Linked DNA regions of Sus scrofa: region 2 is linked to region 1. The links are chromatin contacts, called in public HiChIP or PLAC-seq maps. All regions are on one chromosome and are shown on one strand. The core of a region is the stretch at or near the end of the contact, and the rest is flanking DNA. Distances in the headings are between cores, read along the strand shown. Region 1 has its middle 22 kb from the start of RCBTB2. Region 2 holds the start of LPAR6 (lysophosphatidic acid receptor 6).

Evidence for each region. HiChIP or PLAC-seq counts read pairs in DNA pulled down with a chosen protein or histone mark.
Region 2: a contact with region 1 is called in an H3K27ac HiChIP or PLAC-seq map of alveolar macrophages. The contact joins the promoter of LPAR6 here to the enhancer-like site in region 1. A contact is called at or near these places in 3 of 5 promoter capture datasets (fetal liver and liver), 9 of 47 Hi-C or Micro-C datasets (adipocytes, alveolar macrophages, embryonic fibroblasts and 5 more) and 2 of 2 datasets of contacts at active chromatin or transcription factors (alveolar macrophages and skeletal muscle).

The regions. Positions count from the first base shown.
Region 1 is chr11:19,058,366-19,061,455 of Sscrofa11.1, forward strand. No RefSeq gene overlaps it. Among named protein-coding and RNA genes, the nearest start is that of RCBTB2, 22 kb to the right of the region's middle. Within about 2 kb of position 1,361, at least 8 of the 83 cell types and tissues checked have an H3K27ac peak or open chromatin away from gene starts, as enhancers often do. A contact at or near this core is called in alveolar macrophages and fetal liver, where this site is marked.
Region 2 is chr11:19,214,631-19,218,134 of Sscrofa11.1, forward strand. LPAR6 (lysophosphatidic acid receptor 6) reads left to right here and starts at 1,675. Exons shown (of 1, transcript XM_003482887.4): 1 at 1,675-3,504. The region is part of intron 17 of RB1 (RB transcriptional corepressor 1); the gene reads right to left.

The DNA.
Region 1 (3,090 bases), core at 111-2,610:
AAGGCTCACCCATGTCCCTAAAAGCCCACCTCACTCAGATGGCTTGAGCTAGCAGTGCCCAGAAAGGGCAGGCACCGTCTGTAATTAAAAAGGACCTTGGCACTGGCTGACACGCAATGGCCTGAACGTGGCTATAGCTGTTTACAGTTGTCAGTGATTCCAGGAAATTATTTTCTGATGCCATTTCACTAAGAAAATCATGTGATTTCCTTATAGCCAGTTAATTATTGGCTGGTCTTGAATAAATGGTTACACTTAAAGCACAGGTGAAATATGTAGGAAAATAATGCACAGCTCCCATTGACCCTGGCTGTGTCAGGCACTGAACGCTTTTTCAGAGTTGCGTCAGAGAAGGAAGATGAGGTTAAAAGAAAAAGCATGAACTAATGGTTTTTGACTTTGAAAATCCCAATTCCTGTTTCAAACAATGTGTGCTCTCCCTGTGATGCCCCCCTCCCATCCCCAGTAAGTGGCTACACTTTTGTTTTTGGATATAAAAACTGCCTTCAGGCAAGTTTGAACTTGTGTTGGTTGTCTCCACTAGGGCCTTTGAATACTTGTTTAATTGGAACTGAAATAGAACGGTTTGCTCCTGGTAGAAGGAATTCCAGCATTAGGGACAGGGGTGGGAAGTGGCTTTTCCAGAGGGTGGGGTCTGTGGCTGAGACAGCTGGGCAGGTGTGAAAGGAGCACCACAGGTGCCACTCAGCCCTTCTGCCCACTTTGCCTGCACCTGGGCTCGGCCCAAACAGAATGTCAGTGTCAAGGGACCTGCTATGTTCAAGGGACTGAAAGTTACAATATCATCTACAACAATAAAAACCACAAGATTGCTTTCTACTACCAGCCCTCTTGTGTCTTCTAAAATTGGGAGCATCTCAAAGTACTTACATGTATGCCTGTGTCTGTCTGTCTGTGTATATATATATGGGTGTGTGCTATGTATAGAATGTTAGATATAAATATATTTAAACACACAATTAACTGAAAAAATAGAAGGCTTACTCTATCAGGAACTGTATATCCTGCCAGGAAAGAATCTGTCATCACCCCCCACCAAAGGCAGAGTTACTGATTAAATGCCCATGTTCATGTGACATCTGCCTGAGCATACAAAACAGCCTGCAGCTCTCGCTGAGTTTACCATGTGTATTACACACTAGCGTGGGTCCTTCCATAAAGGGAAATCAGACTGAGACGTGAATGGCAAGGGCTGGGCAGTTGGCCAAATTAATACAGACATACTCAGTCTATGGTTAATAGAGACAAGTGTCCACCCTGCGGGATATCATGGCCTTGGCTGTGCCCTACTTCTTCATTTCATGTAGGCTGGTTATGAGCCTGACCCACTGGTAAGCTGACTTACTCAGGCACTGGCTTATTCCAGACTAAACCACTGGCTTCCTATTTCCAGATGATAACACCAAATGCAATGGGCTGAATATTTATGTCCTCCAAACATTCCTCTGTTGAAATTCTAACCTTCATTGTGATGGATTTAAGAAGTGGGGCTTTTGGGAGATGGTGTTTTTCTTGCATGGTCATGAGAGGAGAGTCTTCCTGAACGAGCTTAGTGCCCTTGTGAAAGAGACCCCAGAGAGCTTCCTCACCCCTCCTACCACGTGAGGACACAGCAAGACGACAACCGTCTATGAACCAGGAAGCAAGCCCTCGCCAGACACTGAATTTACCGGTACTTTGGTCTTGAACGTCCCAGCTTTCAGAGCTGTGAAAAACACAATTCTGTTGTGTAAGCCATGCAGTCTGGGTATTTTTGTTACAGCAGCCAGAACAGACTAAGACCCAAGGAAAAGAAAGGCAGTGTTTATTACACACAGGTGCTGTCTAACAATGCTGTCATCCTGGTACTGAAGAAAGTGACCAAGAAACCGGTGAGCTGAAAAGTTATTGGAAAGCTCCCTCCAGTTTACTGTTAGCTGGAAAACTCAGCCCTAGCCCACCTTCACATGGAGCTGTTGCGAGGGGGTTCTCCAAGTCAAGAGGGTGAGAGGAAGGAGGGAGCAGAAGACACTATCATCCACGGTCCACAGGATTCTTACTTGCCTCTCTTCACCCCCAATGTGTGTTCCAGAGGATCAGCCCCAGAGCTGCCAGAGTGACAGCATCTAAGGCTCTCAGGAGGGAACTTTCGAGATTAAAACCTATATCCTAAGCCTCAGGAGCAGCTGGGCCAGGCTCTGCCCAGGATAACACATGCTCCCCACTTGCCCAGGAGTCCAGGAGCCCATCCTCCAGGCACTTCCTTGGTGACTCAGATCTCAGGAGGCTTGGTGACCCTTGGGATGATAATGGTTTTGAAGCTTGTGACAAACTAGCTGAAAAGGAAAAAAATGTCAGCCCCATACACCCCTTCCCCAGAGGAATTGTATGTCTCAGAAAGAGTTCTAAAGAATACCACATTGGGGCATTCCTCTCGTGGCTCAGTGGAAATGAATCTGACTAGCATCCATGAGGACAGAGGTTCAATCCCTGGCCTTGCTCAGTGGGTTAAGGATCCGGCATTGCTGTGAGCTGGCATGTAGGTCACAGACACAGTTTGGATCCCGTGTTGCTGTGGCTGTGATGTAGGCCGGCAGCTACAGCTCTGATTGGACCCCTAGCCTGGGAAACTCCATGTGCTGCAGGTTCAGACCTAAAGACCAAAAAAGGAAAAAAGAATACAATATCAGAGTTCCCACTGTGGTACAGTGGGATCAGTAGCGTTTTGGGAGCATTGGGTCACAGGTTCGAATCCCCAGCCCAGCACAGTGGGTAGGGATGCAGTGCTGCTGCAGCTGCAGCTTAGAACATGACTGTGGCTTGGATCTGATCCCTGGCCCGTGAACTCCACATGCCTCAGGGCAGCCAAAAGTGGGGGCGGGAAGAATACAAGTATCAAAGAGATGACCAGACACAGAGCTTTAGCTTCGTGTTTTGATTTTTACTTCCCCTTCCCCTCAGATATTCATGGTTTCCCTTACAGTCTCAAAGGGAGTCTGAAATTCACCCAAGTTCTTAAAATAAATCCAATTTAATTATTATCATATTTAGACAAATTAATGCACGTCTTAAAATATTTCCAGAAGAGGA
Region 2 (3,504 bases), core at 425-2,924, 160 kb after region 1:
CTCTTCTAGGAATTTAGAGTGAAACTAGTTATGCAGCATCCTTCTGAGAACTGAGAAAACAGTCACTCAAGTCATTTTCTGTGTTTCTGGTAAAGGCCTGACTGACTATATTAATGGGACTATACTAAGACATTATTACCAGGCATGGCTTTCGCCCTCAAGATTAGAAATTCCAAACTTTGATCCAGCTTTAAAGGCTAGCTTTCTCTAGACATTATCTCCTCTGGAGGCCCTTATCTCCATGTTGTACAAACATCTACTGTTACACTCTACACTGCAATTATTTCTTTGTTTTCTACTCCTAACCGGATTGTATGTCCTAAAAGCCAGACATTTTAACAAGGTCTGAAGAAGTACAAAAAAGGAACTGATGAGATTGGGAGGTCTCCTCCACACAAAAATGAAGTAAGATTTTAAGAGGGGCAGATGAAGGAGCAGGAAGCAGGCAGAGACAGGAAAAAAGGAGGAAGGGACAAGGGAAGTGCTGGAAGTGATGAATACCCTCCCTCAAGTTCTAGGTCTTACACCACCACAGCCTTCCTGCTCCTCTGCACTTCCTTTACCTCTTTGCTTGAAGCTGCTTCAATCACCATTCTTGTCTGCTTTTACTTTGCTATAAATCATCATACATTACCTTTGAAATCTTTCTTCTTCTACTCCCACCCAACCCCACCAGCTGGTTCAACCCCCCGAACTCAGGCTCTAGTAAAGAGTTGCATTTGCAGTAATGACAAAAAGGTAAATCACTTTTAGGTAATGACAGAACGGTAATGATCCCCATTTAGTAATACTAAATTTGTCTACAATTTAATAAATTTTCCTATTAGGTTAAAAGATATTTGGACATAAAATAAATATATTCTATCAATATAAATTATACATGTTCTATTCTCAAACTGAGAAAGTTTTGTTTCTAAACTTAAATAGAAAATTTATCATACAGCACTGTAAATCAACTATACATAAATAAAAAAATAATTTTTTAAAAGAAAAAAATTACTGTAACAGGCTTCAGAAGAATCTAAAACGAGAAGATTTTGGCTTTTTTTTTTTTTGCCACATCCATGATGTGTGGAAGTTCCCAGGGGCAGGGATCAAAGCCACACCCAAGCAGTGACCCAAGCTGCTGCAGTGACAATGCTACATCCTTAATCCACTGCACCACAAGAGAACTCCAACTCCGGCTTTTTTCATAGCTGTAATTTTTTTTTTTTTTTTTTTTTTTGGTCTTTTGTCTTTATAGGGCTGCACCCATGGCATATGGAGGTTCCCAGGCTAGGGGTCTAATTAGAGCTATTGCTGCCAGCCTACACCAGAGCCACAGCAATGTCAGATCCCAACCGTGTCTGCGACCTACACACAGCTCACAGCAACGCCGGATCCTTAACCCACTGAGCGAGGCCAGGGATCGAACCCACAACCTCATGGTTCCTAGTCAGATTTGTTCCCACTGCGCCACGATGGGAACGTCCATAGCTATAAATTTGAGATGGAAAAAGACCCTGAAGAATCACTTCTCATCAGGGCAAACGTGTGCTGCTTTCAAAATGAATAAAATAAATTCAGAACACTGTTCTTCTATTTTAAAATTTCACTGTTCCACACTTTGTTTTAAATGTGAACATAGTTATTTCACTACACTCTCATTCAAATTTTTTTTTTTTTTACATTATCTCATATTCTCAATGTTAAGTACAACTCCAATTATGGCCATCAAAACCTTTAATGAGAGAATACTTTACAGTTGTGAAAATTCCTCCTTGATTAATTTTATAATAAAAAGACATGGTATCTTACTTGTGTTTTGGAAAGGAAAGGTCTTTTGTAGAGGAAAAGCTTTTTTAATGTGTAATCGTCACAGGTTTTTATTTTTTGCTTTTTGCAAACATGTATTACATTAAAAATGCGTGATTTTTAGAATGGATATGAGTAATGTTTAGAATAATATCTCGCACATTTCTCACATCTAAAAATATTAACTGTTCCACACTTTCTTTTTAACTTTTAAAATGTAGGTATAATTTCATATAATAAAATTCTAAAATCTTAAATATTTAGTTTCATCAGTTTGACAGTTTTAAAAGTATAATCTGCTTTAAATTCTTTTTGGAAGCAAGAGCGTATAAATAAATACTTAGTTGATCATTTGTGACTTGATTTGTGACTGTCTGGCAGGGGAAATTGAAAGAGGGTAGGACCAGAAATAAGACAAGATACTATAACCACCACATAGATAAAAGTGACAGGGTTAGTAAAAAGACAGCAGAGAGAATAAAGAAGGGACAAAATAAAACTGATACTATCATCAAGGCTAGAAATAACCAATTCGAAAAAAAAAAACAGAGGAGTTCCTGTCATGGCTTAGCAGAAAACAATCTGACTAGTATCCATGAGGATGCAGTTGGATCTCTGGCCTTGCTCAGTAGGTTAAGGATCTGGCATTGCCATGAGCTGTGGTATAGGTCACAGATGAGGCCAGGGACCAAACTTGCAACCTCATGGTTCCTAGTCAGATTCGTTTCCACTGCACCATGATGGGAACTCCTAAAATATCAGTTTTAAATTAGTTAAGTAACTGAGAAAGAAAAATAAAGTGCTCTTAAATTCACCAAATTTCCTTAATTGATACCTGCAAGGAATAGTTTCAGCTCAAATGGAACCAAGCTAGAAAATAGTAACATTAAACCAAACTATAGTCTTTTCTGAAAAAAATGGTAATTTAGAATAAGAAAAAACATAATCCTTGAGGAAATACTATCTACATTCAACTACCCCTTTCTCACACATACTTCCTTCTAATTTCTTTGGGCTTTAAAAAATGAGTCTACTTTAAACACAGAGAAACCACTCACATGAGCTTTTAAATGAAAACAAAATCTGACCTACATTCCAATATATAATTAATGTCAAATTATTAGGAGGAGTAGGTGAGGGCGGGGGGAATTAAAATCAGGAACCTAAAATTTAGCCAAGTAGTGTAACTTTTATTTTACAAAATTTATTTCAATCAATTTAGGGGAAAATATTTTGTTTAAAAAGATACAATTTCATTCTGTAAAATTAAAACTATGCCAAACATAAACATTTTCAAATTTATTCTTTGGTAAAAGTGGTAATTAAAAAATTAAAAGTGCTATAAAATTTTAATTTAATTTTATGAGAACGAGGAAAGGATGTTAGAAAATTGTTAATCGAAAAGTGAAGAGATCCAGGATTGGAGCCACACACAATCATGGCAATTAAAACAAATTAAATCTTGAGGAGCAACTGTGGAAAACAGAAGCCAAGAGTGCAAAATTTGGTCTCTCAACTCAAATCCTTTTTATAACTAAATTTCTCTCTTTTACAGTCATTAAACAGTTTCTTTTTAATGCTATATTAAGATATCACCAACAATTTCAATTTAGAAGTACACCTACAAATTTCAGTTTTAAAAAAGTCCTATCCTAAACACATACTGATTTTTTTCCTCTCTCAACTACTACCAAAAAGAGAGAAAGAATA